2 separate regions of the Mus musculus genome follow, and region 2 is linked to region 1. Evidence: chromatin contacts called from public promoter capture Hi-C data. All regions are on one chromosome and are shown on one strand. Each heading gives the region's core, a stretch centred on a gene start, on an enhancer-like site or on the middle of the called end of the contact. The rest is flanking DNA. Distances are from core to core; before and after follow the strand shown. Region 1 overlaps Rprd1b (regulation of nuclear pre-mRNA domain containing 1B). Region 2 holds the start of Snhg11 (small nucleolar RNA host gene 11).

What was found. Promoter capture Hi-C pulls out the DNA fragments that hold promoters and counts their contacts.
Region 2: a promoter capture Hi-C map of liver shows a contact between it and region 1, with 2.0 times the contacts expected there. The contact joins the promoter of Snhg11 here to the enhancer-like site in region 1. A contact is called at or near these places in 2 of 39 promoter capture datasets (liver and neural stem cells), 2 of 115 datasets of contacts at active chromatin or transcription factors (acute myeloid leukemia and bone marrow-derived macrophages) and 1 of 9 other capture datasets (adipose tissue).

What each region holds. Positions count from the first base shown.
Region 1 is chr2:158,069,805-158,073,203 of GRCm38.p6, forward strand. All of the region lies in intron 6 of Rprd1b (regulation of nuclear pre-mRNA domain containing 1B), which reads left to right. 2010009K17Rik (RIKEN cDNA 2010009K17 gene) reads right to left here. Exons shown (of 4, transcript NR_040609.1): 4 at 560-831. Among named protein-coding and RNA genes, the nearest start is that of 2010009K17Rik, 20 kb to the right of the region's middle. Within about 2 kb of position 1,612, at least 37 of the 459 cell types and tissues checked have an H3K27ac peak or open chromatin away from gene starts, as enhancers often do. A contact at or near this core is called in adipose tissue and liver, where this site is marked.
Region 2 is chr2:158,373,871-158,377,269 of GRCm38.p6, forward strand. It overlaps Snhg11 (small nucleolar RNA host gene 11), which reads left to right and starts at 1,843. Exons shown (of 5, transcript NR_164123.1): 1 at 1,843-2,018; 2 at 2,211-2,456; 3 at 3,124-3,202.

The DNA.
Region 1 (3,399 bases), core at 362-2,861:
CCTTGAACTTAGGATCCTGTTATTTCAGACTCCCAAATAGCTGGGATTATAGGCCTACCACTTCAAATTGTAAATGTCTAGGGTTTTTTTGTTTTGTTTTGTTTTTTCACCACATTAAAATTATCAGGAATTGCCTAGTCTTAAAAGTATTTTGTTTTTATCCGTTACAATGTTCTCAGTGTCTGTATAGACATGTAACTTTGTATGCTTGCCCTGTTTATGAAAATCCCTATCAGATATGTGTGTTGGATTTTTTGTTTGTTTGTTTGTTGTAAATATTTTTTATGGGTATGCATGTTTTGTCTCCATATACATCTGTGCATCATGTTCACGCCTGGAACCTACAGTGGCCAGAGGAGTGTGTCAGATTCCCTGGAGTTAGAGTTACAGATGGTTATGAGCCACTATGTTGGTGCTAGGAATTGAACCCAGATCCTCAGAAAGAGCAGCAGGTGCTCTTAACCTCCAAGCCATCCCTCGAGCCCCAAGACTGGGGTTTTTGTCGAAACACTTGAGGGTCCCCAGAGGAAAAAGAAGGGCCCAGAAAAAGTTTGTGTATGTTCCAGTGTTTAAGAAGCCCACTGTCATGTGACAGATGGATGGGTGTCCAGAGGACATTCCTCTGTACTCATTTGCCATTTGTCCTTTTAGAAGGTTCTCTGTGCATGCTTGTCAATGGCTTTAGTGATTAAGCTGACCAGTCCGCAGACGTGGGGATGCAGCCACAGTGTCTTCTTCTCCTTGTATCTTCCCCAGCGTCTTACTCAGCAGCTCCAGCCCTGCTCTGATCCCCAGAATGTATCCTTCTGAAATGTGGTAGCTGCCCTGGAGCTGGCAGGGAGAGAGGGACAGGTTAGTGACGATTTTTGTTCTACATGGATCTGTGACAGAAAATTTGAAGCAGCATTCTTATTTCCAGTATGAAGATATAGGTGCTGTTCTTTCAGCCAGATGATGGCTGAACAGATGTGCTTGCTGAGGTTTCTGATTGTAAGAGCAGGTCCTGTGAGCATTGAAGGATGAGCCTTCTGAGGCCTGAGAGGGCCTCGGCTAGGTTAGACCACATCCAGGTAAAAGTTTACTTCCTTTTTCTTTTCCCACTTCCTGGTCCTGGCATTGGAGCTGTGTCCTTGTGCACGCTAGGTAAGTGCTGCACTCCAGAGGCTCAAAAGCCAGCTTCTCTATGTTACAAAGTAGCTCTTGGAGTTACATTCAGTGTGGTACCACCATTATTTAAAGCAAGGCCCTTCATGAACTGCATTGCACATGATTTTCACCTAGGAGGAGCTGTGCCCTATGTCCCATATTTATCACAGCAAAATATGATAAAGGAGACAGCCATGGTGCCCCATAGCTGCTTTTCAGCATTCAGGCCACCCCAGTGTTAGTACTTATATAAACACTCTAGCCAGGGGAAGAGTGGGTTTGAAAAAGCTTATATTCGGGTCAGCATTTTTTAGGTGAGTTGCTAGAGGAAACACAATTTTGTTTGTTTCAAAAATGAAATTGCTGTAGAAAGGTCACTGTCATTTTAACCTCTTACCCCAGAGCTCATCTGTAGCATGTCAGGTCTGGCTCACTGCCCTGGCCATAAAAGGCAAAGAATGTGGAAGGCCCTGCTCCCTCAACGCTTTGTTCACTGTGCCATGATCCCTGAGTTCACAGTGTTAGCCAGTGCTGTTAGTGCACTTTCTCCTGTACTTTGTGGCTGTGAGGCAAGACTCCAAGGCTTTGCCAAGAGCATAAATCCTAGACATTATCTCAGAACACACCTTAGGCTATCTGTATTTGAAACATTGCTTGGCAGCCACAGAGACTCTAGAAGCTCATCACAGTCCCCTGGATCTTGACTCCGGTGGTGGCAGAAGGTCAGATGTGATGTGACCCGTTTCAGGGTTCTGCACTGATGTTCAGTGGGCAGGCTGGCGGCTGCAGCTAGGGACTGAAGTATGCCCAAGTAGGAAGCATGTGGGTGGGACTGTTGGGTTTGCCTAGGCTTCTTAGGGAAGGCACCAGCGAAGAATGAGAGCAACAAAGACCTTGTATTGTAGGTGGAGGGTGGGGGGCAGCTGCCAGAGAGACCACGGCTAGTAAACTCACTGCAGCAACAGCATCCTGGGGTGTTGATGGTGTGACTCCTAATCTCTTAAATGCATGGACCAAACAGGGAGGCATGAGTAGTAGACTCCCATGCCTGGGTCAGGATCACACACAAGCATAGGAGACTCTGAATAAATAGCCTGTGGATTCTGTCCTTGCCCTGTTTAAGTGGCTTTTGGAGTGCTAAAGAGCCAGGAAAACTTCATCCTTTGGGAATCAGAGTGCTCCTAGTGGGCCTACTCACAGGAAACTGCTGGGTGATAGTCACTGTTCTATCACTGTGAAGAGATGTCATGACCAAGGCACCGCTTAAAAGAGAAAGCATTTAACTGGGGGTTTGTCTACAGTTTCAGAGGCTTAGTTCATTATGGCAGCGAACATGGTGGCACACATGACACTAGAGCAATAGCTAAGAGATATATCCTAATCCACAGGCAGAGAGAACTGGGCCTAGCATGGGCGTTTGAAACCTCAAAGTCCACCCGCAGTGAGACACTTCCCCTGCAAAGGCTACACCGACAATAAAGCCACACCTCCTAACCCTCCTCTACTAGTGCCACTCTCTAGTGACCAGGGATTCAAATATATGAGCCTGAGAGGGCCATTTTTATTCACATCGCCACAGGTCTCATTGTGGAGGAGGCAGGAGTTGTGACGCACACTGTTCTCCAAGGGAGCCTTTCAGCAACAGCTCGAGGACCACACACTGCTAAGAGGAAAGGCATGAGAGTCTTTGATTTTCCTGAGCTCTTATTGCCCTGCTTAAAACCAGGACACTGGGAAGTTCCCTCGGGGCTGGAGTGGGGAGTACACTCCCCTACCTTGGGGAGTGTCAAAACAGGAAAGAATAGAAATGTGAACTGAACTGAAGTTACACATGGGGTAGTTTTGCTTGGGCTTGTTCTTGAATGCTTTGATAGACCGTGACAGCATTTATAGTTGAGTTCATTTGGAAAGCCTGAGTCTTCAACAAGGGAGGAGATGGAATCTGCTCAGTGACCATAAGAGGGCTAGCTACAGCGAGGCCTGTCCCTGTCTGTCACTAAGCTGGGCTGTTGAGCTGCCCCGTGAGGCCCTTGTTCTAAGGCAGTCTTGACTGCAGTAGGAACTTGGAGGCCAGGCCTGCTTGCCCTGTTGATTATTTAAACCTCTTGGCCCACAAGGCTTTCATTTGTTCTGCTTTTGAACAGGATCTCTCTGTGTAGCCCAGGTTGGCCTTGAATTCGTGATCTTCCTGCTTCAGCCCTGCTTCCAAGTGCTATGATTAGTCATGTGTTACATCTAGAAAGAGACCATTGG
Region 2 (3,399 bases), core at 593-3,092, 300 kb after region 1:
AGGCACTGCAGAATCTGAGCCCTGCCTCACACCACTCCCGTATCACAGGCTGATGGATGCCTTCCTATTGTTCCCAAGTGGCAGAAGGAAGAAGCAAGATCCAGGGGACCCTCATAACCTGATCACTTCCCTCTTCAGAGATCTTGCAACCTGATACTACCATGGTGGGAGGTAGGGTTTCAAAATGGACTTAGGGTAGGGAGTCACCATTCAGTCTGTAATACTGGAATAATAATTAAATGGGTCAAAACACCTGAAATATTTTGTGTGCTCAAAAATACTGGCTGCTGGTTGTATTCCTTCGTTGCATTGAGATCAAGGTATCAGAGTCGTATCATACTGGGATGACATGGCTAGACTGGACTAGATGGTGAAACCAGTAAAGGCATGTGTCCTCAGGAATGACAACCTGCCAGGCAGTGGTAGCACGTGCCTTTAATCCCAGCATAGGTAGGCAGATCTCTGAGTTTGAGGCCTTGAGGCCAGCCTGGTCTACAGAGTGATTTCTAGGACAGCCAGGGCTACACAGAGAAATCCTGTCTCAGAAAAAAAACAAACCAAACCAAAAACCACTCCAGGACCACGTGGTAGAAGAGACCAACTCAGAAGCGGTCTTCCAATATCTAAATGTGCACCATGACATGTGTGCCTACCAAACACACACACACACACACACACACACACACACACACACACACACATCAACCTAACTCTTAAAAAAGGGCACATGAAACAGCCGGGCATGGTAGCACACAGCTTTAATCCCATCACTCAGAAGGCAAAGGCAGGAGGATCTTTGTGAATTCTTCAAAGTTAGCCTGGTCTATGTAGTGAGTTCCAGGACAGCTAAGACTAAATAGAGACCCTGTCTCAAGAAAGGCAAGTCAAACTAAAACAAGAAGCACTGCTGAGCCACTTGCATGAGCTTGATGTCTCTACTTCACTTTGTGCAAACCCTCCTGGATATAGTATACTGAACATTCCATAATTCATTCCTTATTTTCCATCAGGCTTTAGACTGTCTTCTCTTCAGAGACAGCCCTGATGTCTACGCTGGATAAATAAATAGGTCACCACTGTCACAATCTGCCTACCACTATTTCATTTGTAGTGCTTATGGTTTTTTTTTAACATTTATTTTATTTTATGTGCAATAGTTTTTTGTCTGCATATATGTCTGTGTAAGGGTGTGAGATTTTCGGAGTCACAGTTATGAGCTTCCATCTGGGTGCTGGGAATTGAACCCGGATCCTTTGGAAGAGCAGTCAGCGCTCTTAATCACTGAGCCATCTCTCCAGCCCTGCACTTATGATTTTTAGTGGTTGAATTTTCTGGCCTATTTGTTTATCATACTGATTAAAATATAGCCGAGTTATGGATCATGTTTGTCTTATTCCTTTTATTTTTTAGTGCGTAGTCTGGCCCTTGATACGATATTATGGGTGGATGCAAAGCTAGATGAGTATATGGATAGATGGATGGATGGATGGATGGATGGATGGACAGGCAGACAGATGCATGCAGATGAATAGATACATAAGAAGGCAGGTGGGTCAGTATGATAGATGACTAATGGGATGAGAGGAAGCTGGCGTTCTGCACATATTTTCTGGCAAAATGGATGCATGGACTGATCGGAAGAATGGAAGCTAGGACTAAGGAAGGAGAGCCTCGATGGCGCAGTAAGCATTTCGGTTCTACTCCTGCAGGGGACGCTGCAGAGCCACGCCCACTGGCCAGTTGCGCAAAGGCGAAGCTGGAGACTGCAGCGCGCGCAGCCGCAGCTGGGCAGACACTGCGGTTTTCGGGGAGTGTCCTGCGCAGTCCCGCACTGCGGCACTCACTCACGCACTCAGCCTGCTAGGCAAGTCACCTCGGCTCTGCGCTCTTGGCCGCTTCCAAGACCTCCAGTCTTCTTTAACCGGATAAACCCAGGAGCCGGGAAGCTAGGGTGCAGGCGTGATCCTCCAACCCTTGAGAGCTATGGACCTCCTGGAGTACTGGAAAAGAGATCGTTGGTAGGCTGGGACTTCCGCCTTGCAGGGTCGGTGGGCTACAGTTGAGCTTACGCCCAGCCTTAGGGGAGGGAGCCGGTAGGAGAGAAAGACCAGGGGACGCAGTGCTAGTGTCCGGGCGGAGGTGGAGGGTTGGGGGCTGAACCCAGGTGAGGTTCATGAGGCATGCGAAGCCTCTTGTCCTTTCTTACACAGGGTTCTCGGACTGTTGACCTGCGTCCTTCCAAGCTGATAAGCCCAGGACCCTAGGACGGGATGCTAGGACTCCTGTGTGGCGCCTTGCTTTGAACCCTTTCCCAAGGGCTGTTTCCCAGATGAGCCTTTGCCGCAAGGCCCTCTTGACACCAAGGATGACGACGCAAAACCTGCGGCAGCCAACACCCCTCTCCCCACTCTCCGCACTCACTGGTGGGTGCCACCATCCAGGAAGCAAGTATCCCGGTAAGTGCTGCGGGTGCACCTTGAAGCCTGAGTGCCACCTAATTTTAGCCTACCTATGGGCACCAGCAGAGGGGTAGTGTGGAATTCACCCAGGTTCAGAGGTCAGCCTAGCAAAGACCCTGTGCAGGAAAGCTTGGGAGTCTGGACTCAGGCCATAAAGACCTCAGGTCCTTTGTGAACTAGTTCCTTCATTCCCAGGTAGGGAAGTTGCAAAGGCAGATCTGGCTGCTTGTCTTATTTTGAACCCTAGTGCCTGGCTGTATGGTAGCTATGCCCTGTGGTATGAATGAAACCGATTTCTCATTTTGAACGTAAGTTGGTCTTCGAGTGGGGGCAGGTAGATTTCATATGGCTGAGGTCTTTGAAGCCAGCGGTTAGCCAGTTAGCCAGCATTTTTCCATTTGAGGTTCTTTGGCAGGAGATGGGATAAAAAACCTTTTGGAGTCGCTGCCGTTTATCAGAGCTTGGAGGAACGATCTGAAAAGTGCTCTCTGACAGGTAATGTGTTGTTAGCATCTTTCTTTGTTCAGGAGAAAGTGCTGCGTCATTAGTTATCCAGCCTCGGGTGTATCTGTTGTATTTGGCTGTCGCACCAGGTTCTCTGCCCAGGTCAGACTTGGCCAAGTGACATTTAGATGCTGATTTAAATGCTTCTTGTTTATTGCAGAATTGACAGCTTGGTGCAGAGGGGACATGAGAGGTGTCTCTGTCCAGCTAGGAAGCAGCTGGACCACAGCGCTCCCAAGGTAGGATCTGAACCTAAGATGGCTGCCCTCCGGGAAGGGGAAGGAGAAGGGGAAGAGGGGCGGGGCTGGAAAGATGGCTCAGTGGTTAAGAGCACTGATAGCTCTTCCAGAGATCCTGAGTTCAATTCCCAGTAACCACATGGTGGCTCACAACCATCTGTAATGGGATCTGACACCTATTCTGGTGTGTCTGAAGA